4 separate regions of the Mus musculus genome follow, and all the other regions are linked to region 4. Evidence: chromatin contacts called from public capture Hi-C and promoter capture Hi-C data. All regions are on one chromosome and are shown on one strand. Each heading gives the region's core, a stretch centred on a gene start, on an enhancer-like site or on the middle of the called end of the contact. The rest is flanking DNA. Distances are from core to core; before and after follow the strand shown. Region 1 holds the start of Lrp2bp (Lrp2 binding protein). Region 2 holds the start of Pdlim3 (PDZ and LIM domain 3). Region 3 has its middle 390 kb from the start of Gm45488. Region 4 holds the start of Mtnr1a (melatonin receptor 1A).

The links. Promoter capture Hi-C pulls out the DNA fragments that hold promoters and counts their contacts. Capture Hi-C pulls out chosen DNA fragments and counts their contacts.
Region 1: a contact with region 4 is called in a promoter capture Hi-C map of liver, with 5 times the contacts expected there. The contact joins the promoter of Lrp2bp here to the promoter of Mtnr1a in region 4. A contact is called at or near these places in 4 of 39 promoter capture datasets (hippocampal neurons, liver and stem cell-derived epiblast-like cells).
Region 2: a capture Hi-C map of embryonic stem cells shows a contact between it and region 4, with 4 times the contacts expected there. The contact joins the promoter of Pdlim3 here to the promoter of Mtnr1a in region 4. A contact is called at or near these places in 1 of 39 promoter capture datasets (hippocampal neurons) and 1 of 9 other capture datasets (embryonic stem cells).
Region 3: a promoter capture Hi-C map of the 3T3-L1 cell line shows a contact between it and region 4, with 3 times the contacts expected there. The contact joins the enhancer-like site here to the promoter of Mtnr1a in region 4. A contact is called at or near these places in 6 of 39 promoter capture datasets (the 3T3-L1 cell line, the C10 cell line, embryonic stem cells and 2 more), 1 of 115 datasets of contacts at active chromatin or transcription factors (pancreatic cancer cells) and 1 of 9 other capture datasets (adipose tissue).

What each region holds. Positions count from the first base shown.
Region 1 is chr8:46,009,081-46,014,018 of GRCm38.p6, reverse strand. Lrp2bp (Lrp2 binding protein) reads right to left here and starts at 3,417. Exons shown (of 9, transcript NM_026278.3): 1 at 3,219-3,417; 2 at 2,785-2,905; 3 at 1,961-2,073; 4 at 837-950. The coding sequence starts at 2,884.
Region 2 is chr8:45,883,476-45,887,894 of GRCm38.p6, reverse strand. It overlaps Pdlim3 (PDZ and LIM domain 3), which reads right to left and starts at 2,408. Exons shown (of 8, transcript NM_001374652.2): 1 at 2,223-2,408. The coding sequence starts at 2,315.
Region 3 is chr8:44,091,051-44,095,483 of GRCm38.p6, reverse strand. No RefSeq gene overlaps it. Among named protein-coding and RNA genes, the nearest start is that of Gm45488, 390 kb to the right of the region's middle. Within about 2 kb of position 2,478, at least 29 of the 459 cell types and tissues checked have an H3K27ac peak or open chromatin away from gene starts, as enhancers often do.
Region 4 is chr8:45,066,194-45,071,159 of GRCm38.p6, reverse strand. Mtnr1a (melatonin receptor 1A) reads right to left here and starts at 2,053. Exons shown (of 2, transcript NM_008639.3): 1 at 1,758-2,053. The coding sequence starts at 1,950.

The DNA.
Region 1 (4,938 bases), core at 2,168-4,667, 940 kb before region 4:
ATAGCAAGGAACCTTTTTGTGGTAGATTATAGAAGTTTATAAATGACCCTCAAACACTCACATTGTGCAACTAAGAAAATCTATGACAAATCGACAATGTAATTTCTCTCGCAAGATGATCAAAACTCCTCACACACAATGCTTGTTTTCGACTTTGGCTTCTCCAATTTGAAAACTATAGACATTTGTACAATTTGTAAAGTATGTAAGAATTCTTTTATGTAAGTTTTATGTAAACTTTCTAATGTGAGAGTTGGTGGGAAAGCTTTAATCTTTTCTAGAAACAGAGAAGGCCACATTGGTAATTGTGAGAACCATGCGCAGAGAAAGGATCAGAGTGCATGCTCTTCCTGCACCACAGTAACATGAACTCAGTGGTAAACTATGTTTTCCAGGAGAGATGAAATGGTTTGAAGTGGCAATGGATGTTATCTCACCAGACCTGCTCACCATGTGAACAAAAATATAGAGGCACCGTCAACATGAGGATAACTCCTTGTTGTTCATATGGAGGAAGAAATAATTGGAAAGATAAAGCATGCCTGTAGTAGTTGCGGATGGTCATTCAAGTTCAATATTGTTTCTGACAGTTGAATCTAGTTATGTCAAGAAGCTGCTAGTTTAGGTTTGGACCTGAATGGGGACAAAGTGGGAAGGGACCAAAAGAAATTAACTTTGTTTTTTATATATGTGTGCAGTGACATCAGTATCCATTAGAATACTGAAAGTGATATATTAATATGTTAAAATAGAGATTTTTAAAAATACAATTCGATTCCATCAGATAGCCCATTGGTAGTGGAATCTTAAAAACCATGGACAAAATGATAACTTACAGCATTTGCAATGGTCCCCAGCCCATCATAATACATCACTCCTAGCTGATAAATTGCTTGATGGTCTTTCTCCTGGATTTCCTCAAACTGTGCCAAGGCTTCTTCATACCAGCCCTGAAAGCCACAGAGAGTATTTAAGTTTATTATGTGTTTATAGTAAACCCAAACAGCAGCATACAATGGTCATTTCTGCCTAAGGACACAGTTAACAAATGATTCAGCCATATTGGAACTGAAGGCCCAAACTGAGAAGACAGCGGCTTAGGCCATCAGGCCGTGCTATCTCAGAGAGGGTGTGGAAACAAGCCTTCAGAAGGTATTTATTTATAGAGTAAATGAAGGCACAAGTATCAAACGGTTAGAGAAAACCGAGTCTGTGACTCAAAGGATCCAGAGGGACTCTACGCAATCCTTTGGAATTCAATGAATAACTGACGCTCTATTACTGGACCTGAAGTGAGAGCACACAGAAGGTCTTTCTCTCTACCTACAGAGCTATCCCACTACGATGTGGATAAATAAGGAAATGGTCTCCTCATGCTGTATAGGATATATGAGAAGGTACTTTTCATACCCAATAATCAGGGACTTCAATTATTGTTCCTATGCAAATAGCTTGTTAATGATACTACATATTACAAATAAAACCACAAAATTTACAGTATAGAGATGGATTTTTCAAAATGACACCTTTAGAATAATTTTTCTGAAGAAGGTTCAGATGTCTCCTTAATCTTATATCTGTGGGCCACAACCACAGCCTATGTGATTTCGCAGAATTTCTCTGACATAACAGTGTAAGAGACTCATTTGAAAGTTTGCGGGGACCATCTTCTGCCTCTGCTTTGTGTGTGTGATGCGCAGATGGAACCTAGGGTCTTATCAACCCTATTCAACTACTTTACTAGTACACTAACAGCCCCAACAATTAATCCTAAGAATACAATTATACCAAGAAGAGGAGGAGGAAGAAGGAGGAGGAGGAGGAGGAAGGGAAGGGGAAGAAGAAGGGGAAGAAGAAGGGGAAGAAGAAGAAGAAGAAGAAGAAGAAGAGGAGGAGGAGGAGGAGGAGGAGGAGGAGGAGGAGGAGGAGGAGGAGGAAGAAGAGGAAGAACTATTGTTACCTCTTCAAAATAGAGTTGGCCTCTTAGAAAATATGCCATAGCATCCCCTCTTCTTATTCTTTCTTTCAGGAACTGCAATGCTGTATCCACCAAATTAGCGTGGAGGTAATAATCTGATTCAGAAAGGCAAAAACGGTGTTAGTTATATAACGTGCAGGTTCTCTCGTGAAGCCACACGTAACGTAGAATTCATTAGATGCTGTTAATCTCAGTTTCTTTCCAACTTCTCATCCCTAAAGCTTAGCTCAGAGAAAGAACATAACCTAAGCAGAGTCATGATCACAGCACCAACACACACCTGGCATAATCAAGAAGTGTTTATTGTGCTTGGGTGAGGGTTCACTGCCGGGTAGGCACTCCAATGCAGTCTCTGCATGCACTGGGCAAAGCTGTCTGTGAATGAGTTAAACTCTTAGCCTGAGCCATGTTAGGACTACTAATCAAATGGGCTGGCCATCTCCAGTTTAGTTTTTACAAGCTTATGTAAAAATAGCTTTCAGTATCCATTTGAAGTAAAGCGCAGCGTTGCGCTCTCTGAGGGAAGCAACATCTGGCGTCTCTTTTTTAGAACGAATCCCTAAGTGCTGGGGGGGGGAGGGGTGAAAATGTAATCAGGCTTGAATTGTGAAACACCTCCAGGATCAGCTTGCTGTCTGAGTAAGAAGGTCACTAATCTCCAGGAAAGCCAGAAAGGAGTATAACATTAACTACCTCCTGGAAACCAGTGGCATGGGTTTTTGTTTGTTTGTTTTGTTTATTCTAAGCTTACATGGAATTTCAGTAAAAATAGTTTCCAAGCAAGAATTAACTATTCAGATGTATACCGGGCTTTTCCTTCTTCCACTGGAAGAATTTCTGTTGTTTGGCAGCATACTGAGACAGAGAGAAAGGGTTTTTGGGCAACTTCTCGCTGCTCAGCTTCATCCTGTCTCCACAATGTGGGTCCTGTTAAGGAAGAACACATAGGTGGTTACAATTTCTCCTCCCGGGAAAGCACCAAGGGAGACTTCACTCCCCATCACAGAAGCATCTGCCCCACATTGCCTGGCCAAGGGACCCTGAGCTAGCAACAAATCCCGACTGGCTAAGGATTCACACATGGCAGGGGGCGTCCTGTCATTCCCAACTGCTGCCACTCAGTGGCAACAGACTACACCGCTCACAGTCGCTGCTCCTGTCACGGAGGACTTTCCTGTCGCCCTTTAACTGAAACTGGCCAGAGTAATCCGTTTCGGATGACAGGATGCGTCTGTTTTACCTGGGAATACACTGTGTTTTAGCTCTGTTGCTCAGTCTTCTCTTCCAGTCTGTACTGGATTGCCATGTTACCAGATGGACCACTGCTGCATGGTAAATCAGAGCCTTCATATAAAATGTAGGGGCCACCTCATTTGGGTTGAAGGAGTCCAGGTTGGCCTAAGCTGAGAGTAGTGAAGACAGCAAACTCTGTTGTTGCTATGCTTTTTTTTTTTTCTTTCTGTTTTGGTCTTTGACATTCTACTGGTTCAACTTACTTCCACCAATCAGGAGCCAGCGCCCAGGCCAGGTCTCTCTGATTGGTGGTCTACAGAAGTTCTTAAGAGAAGCTTTGTGTGATTGGAAAGCTGCATTTACATACTTACAGGATACTATTTTAGGCAACACGCTGCTTCATTGGATGAGAGTGGAACTCAAAAAAAAAAAAAAAAAAAGACATGGTTTACTAAGTCAGCAAAAAATAAAAATAAAATAAAATCACTGAAATGTCTGTATGTGGGAGGAGTTAATTAAGAGCTAATTTCTTTATCTGTAGTTTGAAATAAAGGTTCTTAAAGTGTCCTTTCCTTGATATACAAAGTTAATGGGCCCAGCATGGTGGCGAAATGTCTTTAATTCTGGCACTCAGGAGGCTGAGGTTAGCAGATCTCTGCTAGTACAAGGCAGCCTGGACGAAATAGTGAGACCCTGTCCACAACCAGACAAAAAACAAAGTTGCTGGTTACTGGGTTGGAGATGTGGTTTCAGCAGTTAAGAGCATCAGGGTTTAGTTCCCAGCACACCACAGGGCATCTCACAACTGTCTGTAACACAGTTCCTGGGGATTGGATGCCCTCTTCTGACTTATTCAGTCACTAGACACATGTGCCTAGTGTACATGTACACACATGTATCTCTCTAGTGATACACATACACACATGCAGTCAAACCACTCATACACATAAAAATAGAAAGAAATTAATTAAAACAAAACAACAACAACAACAAAAAAAAACAAGTCAAAGTGTTTCCAGAGGATCTGAACTTGGTTCCCAGAAGCCACCTTGAGTGGGTCCCAACCACCTGTAGCTCCAGCTCTAGAGAGTGACCACCCACTTCTCGGCTCTGCTGGCACCCCTCACATGGGACATATATGCATGCAGACACACATACACATACTCATAAGAATAAATCTTTAAAAAGTAAAGTAATTGGATTATGTATATTGCAAAATCTAAGTTTCCACTAAAGAATATAAAGTTCCCAATGAACGAAGCCACATGTGTAAGATATATAGAAGAAAGCAATCCAAATATGACAGCCTACTGTCAACCACCACTCACAAACTAGATGAAAAGATGTTATTTCTCTGAAGACATTAATACAGTGTGCTACTATCTAACAAGGTTTAGAGCAGAGGTTCTCAACCTTCCTAATGCTGTGGCCCTTTAATACAGGTCCTCATATTGTGGTGACCCCTCCAACCATAACATTATTTCTTTGCTACTCCGTAACTATAGTTTTGATAACTGCTATAAATTGTAATGTAAGTATCTGGTATGTAACCCCAAGGGCTCATGGTACATGGGTTGAGGACCACTGGATTAGAGAAACCTCAGAAAACTCAAGGAACGGCATCAGATATGAAACAAAGCATAAACAGCATTTACAGAAACAACACAAACCTCATTTAAACTCATGTTGTTGTTTTCTGGCTACAATACTGCACATGGTTTCTGTCG
Region 2 (4,419 bases), core at 1,159-3,658, 820 kb before region 4:
CGCAGAAGAGCCCACCTTCTGTTGTCTAGAAGCTAGTGATGTCACTGAAGGATGCTTAATGGGAAAAATGGACAGCCCACTGCACCTTTCAAAGGCGGATGGTAAGAATATGCAGGGTGACTTGGAGACTATAGGCAGGCTTCTGGGCAGGACGTTATGATATCTTGAATAAAGGCAGCAGCCCGAAGAACAGCGCCACTGACAAATTGCATGTCACTGGGGACAGTGAGGGACATTTTTCTCATGCGTAGACTGAAGTAATAGAATAATATTAAATTTACAAAATGGAATGACTGCCTAGCAGCAGCAGATACTTTTCACTAACACCTCTGAATTTTCACCCAGGTGACTTCTCATGTCTCTGTAATTATTATGAACGTAATATTCTTAATAAGAATCCACAAAGGCATAAAAGCCCAAGTTAAGTGGGCTTGCATTGATTTAACAAGAATCCCTGATATGTATGGCTTTGGGGACAGTCGGGGTGGAACAATTCGGTGGTATCTGTTCCCTAGAAGTTAAAACCATCGGAAAGGTGTATTTTAAATAAATAACATCTGGTTTATTATTGAATCAAGTGCCCACAGTTGTGACACACATTAGCTGAGTTAAAAATCCAAGACAGAATGGCTCTTCAAATAAAAATGTCATGACATCAAATACATGGTCTTTGTAGTCTGAATGCAGATGTAAGATTGCACTAAGATAAATCTTGCTTTAAGTGTCAATGATCCCAAGCTTCAAACATGTGATTCATTAGACAGATATGTTACAGAGTAATAGTAAGATAATTCCTTTATAAATTTTCTCCAAGGGTCTTTATGACATAATCCATTCTTTTGGATTTAATTTAAATATGATGTATTCTTTGTTAGCATTCAAGAGCTTCTGTTACTTAATATGAGCAAGTGGGACCTTATAAACTAGGCATATTTCTTAGAGACAGTGGAAACTGTTTTCTTTGGTAAATCTATAAAAGGAATGGCTTGGCCCACACCATGGAAGCATTTTCTGCTTAATTTACTTAAGAGCATTTCTGGGGGGATGTTTTAATGTCTCATATAAAAACACATGTCAGATGTGTTTACATGTTTTTTTGAAAAATGTAAAACAAAGCTTGAGATGAGCCGTTGTATGCAACCCTATGATACACGCTTTGGGCTTCTTCAAAAGCTTAGGGCGCCACAAATAATATTAATGTGTGTACAGTGCCCTATTCAAAACCTGTGATTGATCAGGTTATAAAGCATGTATTCATAAAATATAGCATGAGCAGAGAAGCATAAAATAAGAAAACCATAACACTTGGAACATAAAATGATAACATTTAAAAGTTTGTGCTTTCACGTTTCGAACGGCTTGCATGAGTAACTGAAAAGATTGCTTTCAAAAGTTGAGGAAGTTATCAACTAGATGCTTAACAATTACTCTAGAAATTTGCTGACAGAAAAGGAACCCTGGGTTTCATTTTTACACCCTCCTTCTTGTTGGGTTCTGCTTAAGATACCCTGGAATAAGGCAGTTTGGTTTTTTGCTACTACAGTCTTCCTTTTTAAAGTTATTAGACTGAGTGGTTGCTCTCTATCAGGTAAACTATAGCCCAGGTTTTCTTTGCAGTTTGAGTTATAGGTAATGCTTCGTCAGCCAAGTTCCAAGCTTTGGAAAAATATTTATCCAAAATGCCTGGAAACGGAGGAATACACATTAGTAATATTTTCCCTGTCTGGCTGATATGAGAGGTTCCGACTTGGCCAGTCCAAGCTGTGCCCTGAGAACAGTACCCTGCTGAAGTTCCCATCCAGGCAAGAAAACTGCTCAGATGCAAGTGTAGAGCCACCAAATAACCACTAGAGTGACACCTCTTTCTTGCTCTCCATATCTGATGTGTGTGTGTGTGTGTGTGTGTGGTGGGGAGCCAAAAGCACCCCTCAGCTATGGAGCCCTCCTCTGAGCCCAGCACTGTCAGTTGACCTTTCTGGCTAATGTGGCTGGGGACCAAGGAAAAGGGATGCAGAGTTTGTGAGCTGCCTTGATTAAATCTCAGAACTGCTTTGCATCCTCCAGCTTGTTGCTGAAGTCTAACTGGGAGCCAGAAGCTCAGGCCCCCGCCAGTGCACCATCCTGCCTCCCTCCCTGGGTCTCTTGGTTTCTCTCTTTAACTCCAGGGCTACTCTCGGATGCCAGGTGACCTGTAGCACAAAATCAGAATGGAAAACACCTACCCTGGTGATGACCAAAGGCTGATTGAAGTCTATGCCCCCAGAGAGTCTGAAGCCCCAGGGCGCAGGACCCGGGAGAACTACGTTCTGGGGCATGGTGCCTTCCCTCGAGTGGGTCCAGCGACGGTGGCTCTGCAAAGCGCTTGTCTCGGAACCGGACAACCTACTTAGCTCCTGGGGCTGCGACCTAACTGGGAATGCTGTCCCGGAGATTTATCCCTGCTGCGAGTGACGTCACTGGCCTCCCCTCTTCCCCGCCCCCTCCCACCAAGGAGAGCTCCAACTTTGGAAGTGAGAGACAGCGCCTGGTCAGAGGCGCTCCCAGCTGGGTGCAGTCGCCCAGACCTCTCCCCGCCCAAGGAGGCTTCGGGTTACAGCTTCCATCATTCCATTAAGTAACACCTGTCCTCCTGTTTATCGTCTACTTGCTCAGCGGTGCACTTTACTGGGAAGTTAAAAGCAATCACACCGCAGCCTCTATGCTTTCAATTAAAATAAAACCCAAGCACAACCAGGCACTTAGGAATTTAGCAGTTTTGTGCACGCGTTGATGTTCTCTCTTAGTATCTAGCTTTGGTCAAGTTAAAGTCTTCATTTCTTTCGGCTGTAAAAACAGGAGTAATTATTGTACTTGTAGGAGTATTGGAAGGATTTGGTGGCAATAAAATGAAATGTTTCTGTGCAGCGCCCCGCACAGCATAAAAAACAAAAAAAGTCGAGTATTTCTATAATTAAAATATATGTTCCCACGCAGATTGTGCTTGTCTTTGTGATACAGAAATGACTTTGTTATCTGTGAAGTTTACGCTCGGAATCACCCCCTCTTTTGCCCTGCTTACCCCTCAATATCTCACCGCGTGCTAAGTACGTTTCGTTTTAAGTTTGGGCTACATTCACAACTATCCCAGCCGCAGGCGGCAGCACACTGCTTAGACTCTGCATGTTGGACACGGCTGTTTAATACATGGAGGCAAGAGTCAGGACGCCTCTCTGGATGCTGCAGCCAAAATGAAGGTGTCTGTGGGAGTGGGAGTAAAGGGGACCCAGAGCAGAGCACTTGCAATAGAGCATTCTGTTCCGATGTACTGGGAGAAAAGAAAAAAGTGATTTAAGAACCCGTAAATGGAAGGAATCCGTCTGGGAAAGTGGAAACGGCAGAAGGTCACCAAGGAGATTTGTTGGTCACCTCTGTGGTCCAGGTGTGGTAATGATTGCTTTACCTGTGTCTTTGTGCCTTTGTTTTGGCTGGTGTCATTTCTCAGGCTGGCGAATAGCTTCTCTGAATTGGAAGAGCTCACATCAAATCCTATAGCTAACAAATGGTAGAAGTAAAATAAACAATCCAGGTTAGCTCAACTCGAGGGTCTGCTTGGACCAGGAGGAGAGGTGTGTGTGTGTGTGTGTGGGGGGGGGGGGTCTGGGTAGCATCCTGGTTTAGATGTAGTGTAGAATCAAGTGTATCTGGTGCTATGGGTTAGGATGCTCTGATTCTTAAGAAGAGAGGCAAGGATGGGGAAAGAGAAGTGTGAATTGCCTAAAACCCGAGAGAAGGGTCTTGGACTTAACGAGCAAGCACAGGGTCATCCTGGCCCAGGAGAGCAGAGCACTTGCAATAGAGCGTTCTGTTTGGACGGTGCTTGGAGCAAAGATAACAGATCCAGGAACCTGTAAATGGAACAAAACAGTCTGGGAAAGCTCAGGGCAGGAATGTCACCAGCCCACCCAGAGCCAGGGATGGCACCACTCCACCCACTGTGCTGGGCTGCCTGGGTCTCAGGGGATAGAAAGGCCAATTTTCTAGATCCAGGTATTTTCCAGTGTCCTACTTTGTTGAATTATCAGTAAAATAAACATAACATGTTCTGTTGATTTTGTCTACTGTGAATAGGTGTATGATTATAGACCACGTTTCCTCTGTCAGTCACTGGCTAGGTTGTTGTACACCCCCACCCTGCCCCACACCTCTGTGTGCACCCACATATACACGCATGCACAGCTACACACACACAGATGTCTGCACACACAAATAACTGTTGCAAAAATAATGAGATGTTGTATAACTGTCATCACCAATTATTTAAACCTATCTCATGATTTGGCTAATAGGTCCGGTTGCCCCCCCCTCACTCTCTTTCTCTCTCCGTATATATATAATCATTGCACCAAATATTTGGTGCCATTAGATCAGAGCTTCTTCAAC
Region 3 (4,433 bases), core at 1,229-3,728, 980 kb after region 4:
GACTCTCTCAATGGCTTCTCTCAGTCCTTTTTTTTAAAAAAAATTGCCAACTAAGCATATGAATAATTTATAACCATTTTGATTCAAACCCATTCACTTATTCAACAAACATTTACAAATCACATGTCAATAGAGCATACTTTACTGGCAGGTCCTATTTGAAACAACAAGGATACAACGTAGTATATATTTTCAAGCTTGTGCCTGAAGGGAGTTTTCAGTTTGGGCCCATGATAGGGGCCACTGGAAGCAACACAGCAGGACAAAGACAAAGAAAGTATGACTATTCCTATTACATGGTTAACTGCAGCAGGGTTGGAGTTACTGCAACCTTGCTATTTGCAGTATGGTGGTCAGAAATTGGTGTGAAAACAAAAACAATCTGCTGCCCTTATATCTGTTTCCCAACTTCTCCACATGCTAACAGCCAGGGATGGGAAACCTCAAACCAGCTATGAGTCATGGTGGATAAAATTCCCAATGTCTATATTTGTCTATTGTGGAATAAACTGTCTTTTCTAAATATATGCCTTACCACTTCCCATTACCCAAATTCCACAGCACATATTTCTGCTGGGAAAACAGAACGGAAACCATTTTGTCTACAGAAAGTCTGTGTTCCTGTTTCACTTGGACCTAGAGCTGATCCAAAGACTAAAACTAACAGTCTTAGTGACAGGATAGAAATTGACAAGTACTTGCTATGTTTCCATAAAAGCAAGATTGACACAGTGAAATTAGGAAGGATTGAACACAGTTCAACATTTAGGTTTTAGAAACAACAGCAGTGGTTTTTTAAAGGTGCTTTTGCTCCATATCATGGCATCTAATATTGATCCATGGTTTCTTAAAAGCTGAAAATATTCATTACTTAATGATCATGCATAGTTTTCTGTCAATTATAGACTTAGATAATATCATGTGAGAGGACACTTTTAAATCTGTATTAGGTTGTTGTCTTCTTGGTGCAAATACAGTTTCACTTGCCTTTCCATCCTACCCCCCCACCCCATTTGTGGCACACAGTCAAAAGATCTGTTTATTCACTGAATATATTGGAATATCTGGCTGTAATAATGAAGTATTTTGTATGCATAAAGTAAAAATCTGCATCCTTGTGGGCTGCAATGCTTAGGCACATTAACAAAGCTCTTTCACATTTAGAGATTGCACCAGAGTGTGTCCATTGGACTATGACCAAGGAGGACTGAATGCTTTTAAGCCAACAGCCTACAAGGAATTATTCTATGAAACGGAGTGTTTCTAATCTTGGAGAAAAGGAGCTTTGGGGGAAACGATTGGTGCATTGAAATCCATGAGAAGCTTTTATACAGAACCCAATTAGATTCCTTGTAGCTCTGGACAGAGGAAGCAGAGTCACTGGGTACAGGCAGATTTTGGCTCCAACCATGCAAATAATCTAAAGTAAAATGGACTTGCTCCTAAATAAAGATGCCCATCACCAGAAGAGGTAAAGTCAAACCTGGATCACTATCCTTTTAGAAATGCCATCACAGATGGCAAATTCTCATGAGTGTGTGTGTGTGTGTGTGTGTGTGTGTGTTGGGGCTCTAATCTTCTACCCAATGCTGATCAGCTGATGCTATTGCCCTGCAAGCCACAGCCTCTGGAAACAATTTTATTTTAAGGAGAAGAATTACTTCTTCAGACCATTGTTTTTGGATATTTTCCCATCTGAATACTGTTCCTTTGACCTAACCATAACATTCCACTGAGTGATATTCATACTTGGATTTTGTTGCTGATTTTAGGAAATATGGTGAGCTGTCAGCATTTCTAGGTGGTAAAAGAGGCTACTACACCATCCTGCTCAAATTTCTCTAGTCATTTCCTGTCACACTGCTATCTAAGCATGCCAAATGAGGCAGGGTTCTATGAATTCAACTCCTGTCCACAGATAAGCTTCTTTGTCACAGACCATAACCTCTAGAGGCGAAAATAATGTTCTTTTGGCATCTGCTAGTGTCTTATTTCTCAAGCATAGATTGATTCACTCATTTCTTCAACACAAATTCACTTGCTAATATTTATTGAGCTTAAGTCTAAGCATATAATGCCAAATAGGATGTCCAACCCTCCATGAAATGCCAGATTAGGTCCAAATCATTCCAACACACTGTGACATCCACTTAACATAATTTGTGCAAGATCGTAAAGTAGCTAAAACTGTAAAGCTGCCCATTGTGGGTTGAGTCAAAAGGATTCCACACAGTAAGCCTTGAAGTGAATCTTGAATGATACAGTGCCATATAGTAGTCAGTTACTAAAGGCCATTTTGCATAGAGGAAAAGGGACAACTTCATAGAAGGGTATTATCATAGATGTTTCAGTAAATAAGGATTCAAAAGTTAAAGTCACAGAATTCATTGGGAGTTGACAGGGGCTGGGATGCCCTGAGGAAGTTCAGTGGGTCTGCAGCAGTCCTCTGCTTTGGAGATGTTCTTGGAGAGATACACCATTACAGCAGCCCTATATTCAAATCTCTACTTCTCCCTCTGGGATCTCTTTATGCTCCAGTTTCCTTCACCTGTGGCTTTGAGAGATTTTTTTGAGAGACTCCATCTGGAAAACTCATGCAATGTTGTCCTAATTGCCTTCCCAGTAGAACCTTTCCCCGCAAAACAGTCTTCCTTCAGACGAAAAGAAATTCCTGTTAAGGTAAATTGAAATACAAACCAGGCCTGAAAAACCCCTGTGTAGCTAACAAGACCTTACATGCAATCTTAACTTGGCTTAATTTGCAAACACATACAAATTTTAACTTGAGTTATGTAATGTCAGGACCTATATTAAAGAAAAACATAACTTACACTCAACCAATGTGAAGCAGTCGACTGAGTTATAATAACATAACTAGAAACTTCCCAGAGGGGTAGACTATGTGAATCAAACTTTAGAGTCAATCAAATGTTTTCTTGTGTGGCTTCCATATTCATCTTATAAAAACTTCTCCTCCCCAACCTTCAGGGAACTTCAACTTCTGATTTGGAGTTTCTCAATTCAATAGTTTTTATTTGCTCAGATAACTTCTTTAACATTGTAGCATGGCTCAGTTTACATTTTAAATTCCAAAAGGAAGACATACAATGTAAGTGAGACAAGAAAAAAAAAAACTCATCGCTGAGGTGAGGTATCCAGTATGGATTTAAAAACTACTACTGAGCAGATTAGAGCATTTTGTTCTAAAATAGGTCATCTTAATATGAGAATGACTTGAAATTTGATGTGTCGAGAACTACATATGTTTATTCTTTGACTACATTGATCCTATCAAGATAATTATTACATTTCTTAAATTCTAAAGTAGGTCTTAATTGTAGGATTAAGACTTTGATTTAGACAGCTTCAATTTGTAATTTTAGATTGCTTTATTAATCTTCTAAGGGACTGTGAAAAGAAATAAACAAAAATCCAAGAGAAGGAAGAATGAATGTGTGAACATTACTAAAATCAATATATATTTGATTTCTAAAACATAAGTTTATTGAAGTTCTGGCAAATATGATGAGTGTTTCCTACATATTTCCTTCATATTCATTATGTCCTCTCTCCACTTTAACCACCAAGAGCCTCTTACTTTTTCCAGTGATATTATAAAATGACAAATTTCATTTCATTAAAAGTAGGTAGTGTGCCCAGATGTATGAATGGGGAAGAGAAGATGAGGCCAGGGTTGACCCAGGTGGACAGAGGTGGATGCAGAGGACCAGAACTGCTGAGAATAAAGAATAAATTATTGAGAGCTTGCCTGAACTGCCATTTGAAGTATGAGGAATATCATGGAAGAGGACTGGAAAGAATACAAAAGTCAGAAGATAGGGGGAAAATGTGTAAAGTGCCATCCATTTTAAAAATGACGCAATCATGAATCTTGAACTCATAGGAGCTGCTGTTACCTACACTGGGCCTGTGCAAGTGTGGTCCTGTCAACAATTAGTTATATTGGGGGGGGATATATATGGCTACTAAAAGATTCTGGGAAAGATAGACTCACTGTCTACAGTTGTGTATCTGCTGGTGAGCTCATCAGACTGCAAAGGATAATTTTTCTTAATTCTTTTTTTTATTAGATATTTTCTTTATATACATTTCAAATGCTATCCCAAAAGTTCCCTATACCCTCTTTCTGCCCTGCTCCACTACCCACCGACTCTCGCATCTTGGCCCTGGCATTCCCCTGTACTGGGGCATATAAAGTTTGCAATAGCAAGGGACCTCTCTTGTCAGTGATGGCCAACTAGGCCATCTTCTGCTACATATGCAGCTAGATATATGAGCTCTGGGGGTACTGGTTAGTTCATATTGTTGTTCCACCTATAGGGTTGCAGACCCCTTCAGCTCCTTGGGTGCTTTCTCTAGCTTCTCCATTGGGGGTCCTACAATTGAGTACTACTCAGCTATTAAAAACAATG
Region 4 (4,966 bases), core at 804-3,303:
AATTGAACAAATATACAAATTGCGCAATCATTAAAACATTTATTTAGTTTGCCTGGAACTCAATCTGTAGACCAGGCTGGCTTCAGACTCATAGAGACCCAGCTGCCTTCTATTCCCAAGCACTGAGATTCAATGTGTGCACTTGGCACCTCTGAAACTTTTAATAGGCATCTAACAGTATGCTTGAATCAGCTAGCTCTAGCTATGGTCCAAATCACTATTTATTCTTAAAAAAAAAAAAAAAAAAAAAAAAGAGCCTCAAATGGTTTGAACTCAATGATGGTGTGTTTGAGCCAGTAGTCTAGTTATATAAATATGATGCTCTAAAGCTTTGCAAATTAAAACTCACCAAGGGTCTTCTGTACAGTGAGAGGAATGCAGTATATGGACTCAAGAAGTTGCTTAGACAATAATGTTCAAAATAGTAGGACAGTTGGGGTACTTTTCCCAAGCCACCAGAATCGTGAACACCTTTTATAGGAAATGTCTCATAGGATTCAGACTTCTCAAGTAAAGGTTATAGAGACCAATGGAGCAAGGTAGGTGAGCTCCAGGCAGGAACCCCAAGAATTAGAGCCTCCCACTACTGAGCCTCACTACACCCTTCTCTGTAAAGTGAATGAGTCTGATGCCCGACCCTTGGGCTCACTCAAGGACTTTCTGTATGGGTGCTCAGGGTCCCAGTGCAGCTTGTGGAGACTCCTAGCTCTCAGAAGGGGTGTGCTCCCCCAACTATTCGCTTATCCCAACTATTCATTTATTACAGTGGTGGAGACCAAGCCTAGGGCTTTGCCAATGCTCCACAAACAACAACCACCAAGCTATTGAATTCTGAAGACTGGATTCTAGTTTAGGCCGATCATCCGTGAAAGGAAGTCATCCCGTTTTCTAAGCCAAACTGAATTCACATTATCAGATATTTTCAAACTAATTCTTGTACTTTGCACAGCCCGAAGCGTTGCAGAAGCTAGGCCAAAGGTGAGCCACATGCTGCCTGAATTTGAGTTTTCACCAGCTACCTGGTTTAGGACAAAAATATCATTTGGGGCCATTTATTTAAGCAAATGGATTCCCCTCTACCCTTCTACCAAAAGTTTACTTCCAAACCAGGAACAGAAATCCAAGCAACCTTGACGCTGTTTGAAGGCATAAAAAAGCTTAGGGAGAACCGACCAACCCGCTCTTACGCTCTTACGCAGGGTAACTAGGTCAGCTCATTGCTCCAGGGAACCCCAACTGTAACTCAAACACAGAATTAACTCTAGTCCTATATTCTATGCAAATGCATTTCTCGCTACAGTTTTCATCTTCTAAAATGCAGATTTGACTTGAGGAACAAAGGTGCTTCCTCAGCATTCTTAGCATCTTCCCAGACTACCTTGCAATTTGGTGCTGTTAGCTGAAAACCACACCTGATAACAAAAGCCAAGCAGTAGCTCTGTTGTTTTTGGCGGCTTCTGCATCTTCTCCTATTTTTGCGAAGTTGGGGGAAATGGATTTTATGCAAATCCAAACAACTGATGATGAGTTCGTTGATCTAGATGAGTAAAGAGATGCTGTGGGAGGGAACAGAGTTTTACATCTCTAAGAACTGAAGACTCCTGGATGATCTTTGTCAAGGCATCTTATAGAGGGACAGGGTCAAGAGAAAGGAGAGAAAATTATCCAAAGTCTCATTTCTCAGAAACGGACTTTCTGAAGTTTTCTCAGTGTCCCGCAATGGGGCTAGCGCTGGGAAAGGTGCCCGGAGCCCCTACCTGAGTTCCTGAGCTTCTTGTTGCGGTACACAGACAGGATGACCAGCAGGTTGCCCAGAATGTCCACCACGATGGTAAAGATGAGGATGAAGGCCAGTGTAGAGGCCAGCCAGGACGGTCGTGGTCTCCCTCCCTCCCCGCCGCCTGGAGCCTGCTGAGTGGCATTGAGCAGCTCGCTGACATTGCCCTTCATGGTCCCCTGGGTGCCTCACCGCAGCACAGCCAGGGCCATTGTCCTGTCGCCCCGGAGCCCTCAACTGCTCAGCTCTGCTCGAGCCCTCTCCGCCACTTTTTATGGCCCTCCCGCGTCTACTTTGCATCCTTATGATTGCTTCGCGGCTGTCCTGCCCACTCCAGCCCCTCCCGGTGGTAGGACACCCTCTCTGCACTTGGCCACTGCCGCCTGCTGACACCTGCTGTCCACTGCCCAGCAACTTGGACTCGGAGGTCCCACAGTGCGTGCACGTTGCGCCCCCGTGTGGCGAGACTCGGTGAGACACGTGGAGGCATCAAGTGGAGGGAAACTTGCACCCTGGAAGGCCTCGATTCACGAACTTGAATCCTAACCAGGACTAGATGCCCTGGATGTCTTATCCGGAAAATGAAGATGAAAATAGAATCTAACTCATCAACTTTAATAGTCAATGATGTGTAAAAATAAAGTAATAATGATATTAAATCACACCCTTTCCGTCTGGCATAGCACGATTTAATGTCTGTTCTGGGTGTTTCTGGCAATTAAACGAAACAAAATGTAAATATTTGCAGATGACAGGTGTATATGTTCTTTTGAAACTATCAGTGAAAACAGAAACTTGAGATAATAGAAGCAGACGTAGAACCACAGTGTAAGATTTCTGGGAAGTGCATTAGCCAGCTCTGTACAGAATGGAACAAAACCCCAAAACTTTCTTCAACATGGGGAAGGAGACTTACACAAAACATATGATGTTCTCATATTGAACACTTAAATTTTCATGCTCTCCATATATTTTATGGCTGTCCAATTCCTAAGCATTTCCAAAGTCCCTTTGAAAGAGTGAAGAAAAATGAAGAAAATACATTTTAAGAAGATGAATACCAGAAAAGCATGACATGACAATATTAAAATCTGTATTAAAATTAAACAATGTGTCGTAGCTCTGGAGGCTGAGGCAGGAGAATCAACACCAGTTTGGGGGCATCTTGAGCTGTGTGGTCAATCAGTGTTGCTGTATAAAATCCTGTCTCAACAAATCATATTAAGTAAAATGGTTGTGTTCATCAATAATTTCAAGAAGAAATGCAATGCAGAATTGAGGGGCCTGAGCGTGTGGCTCTGTCGTTAGGGCTCCTGTGCAGCATTTGCAAAATCTTAGACTCCATTTCTAGTGCTGTATAAACTGGATGTGGCACCTCAGTCACGTAACCCCAGCACCCAGGAGGGAAGGCAAAGGATCAGAGGTTCAAGGTCATCCTCCGCTGTTCAGGACAAACCTGGGATGTGCGAGATTTCATCTAAACCGAGAATAAAGCACAGAATTAAGAAGGTTAATGTTTTAAATTAGCAATGAGGGAAATCGGTGATGGACAGGAAGATATGTTTAAGGGAATGTGGGTAAGTGAGTCTCTAAACTTGAGGTAAGGAAGGGCCCCCTCACTAAGTGAGCATGAGAGGGAGAGTGGGACCGAACCCCATCATCGTGAGCATAGAAAAGACCCATGAGCTTAGGTCATCAACTGACCTAGGGCTCTCTGCACAGCCCTGGGAGAGCTTTTTCAAATGGGCAGTCTTACACGATGTTAATCTGACAGGGTTTGACACTGTGAGGGCCATATGTTGGCTGAAACCCTGCAACACTGGCCAGTGAAGTAACGTGCAGAGGTATGCAATCAGTCATGAGTGAAAACAGGTTTTGAACTTGAGTCCCCCTGAGTCCACAGCTCCAAACCTCATTTCTAAGTGACTGTGTTTCTCAATAGACCGGTATTGGCCACAGAAATGTTTGACACCTATAATAAGAAAAACATAACATAAACTATATAAAACAGGAGATGATATATGGTATAGCAATACAATATATGATATGATATATATGATATATGACATGATGTATATTGTTGATATATGACATGATATATGTATGTGAATATATGATGTAACAATGAAGCATTGTAATGCAATGTAACGAGTGTAACATTTTTGAGTGAGTGTGGGTAAAAATAATGGCAAGATGACTAGGGCTCATAATTAGAAATAATTAAAACTGGAAATTGAGAATTAGAGGGTGTCACTGGTGTATAGTATATGTTTAGCATACCTAAAGCCCTGGGTTTAGTTCCTGGTACCACTACTCAAAATCAAAAAGGCTCAATTTGGGGGTAAATACACAAAGCTTTTTCCTCCATTTTCTCTCTGAAGTCCTTGTAAATTGTATATTTTTAAAAAAACCAAAACTGGGCTAACAAGACGGCCCAATGGCTCAACTTGCTAAGTTTGAGACCTAAGTTCCTTTCCCACATTTCATTAAAAATCAATTTTTTTTCTCATCTAATACATCCTGATTATGGTTTTTGTTCCCTTTACTTGTCCCAGTTCCTCCCATCCCAGCCCCTTTTTGAAAGTCCTGAGTTCTTATCTCCAGATCCCACACAGACATGCCTCTGTGTCCCGATGGGGAGCAGAGAGGAACAGTTATAAGTCCAAAGCCCGGTGTTTCCAACACGGACCAATAAAGACTGCCTCAAACAAGGCAGAAGGCAAGGACTCACACCCAAGGCCCAAGGTTGTTCTCTGACACATGTGCCTTGGCTGTCTCTCTCTCTGTCTCTCTGTCTCTCTGTCTCTCTGTCTCTCTCTCTCTCTCTCTCTCTCACACACACACACACACACACACACATACACACACACCTAGTAAGCCTGAAAAGTGGGGCCCACAAGAGAGCTGATTTTTCAGTTATGGTTTACAGTAAGAGCTGCAGTGGACAAGAACAGCTTAAAGATGGACTTGTGATCTTTGTGGGAACTGCTACAAGACATAGCTCCTGCACTCTCCATGCAACTCCTGAGACTGACCTGGAAAGAATGCCTGAGCTCAAAGCAGACCCAGAAGTGCTTTATCTCAGAGGAGGGCTGGATCTCCAGTGGCATGCTGGGAAAGGAATGAGGTCTCCTGGTAGGACAAGAGCATTTGTCTATCACAGTAGCTAACAGAGAAAGATACATTCTT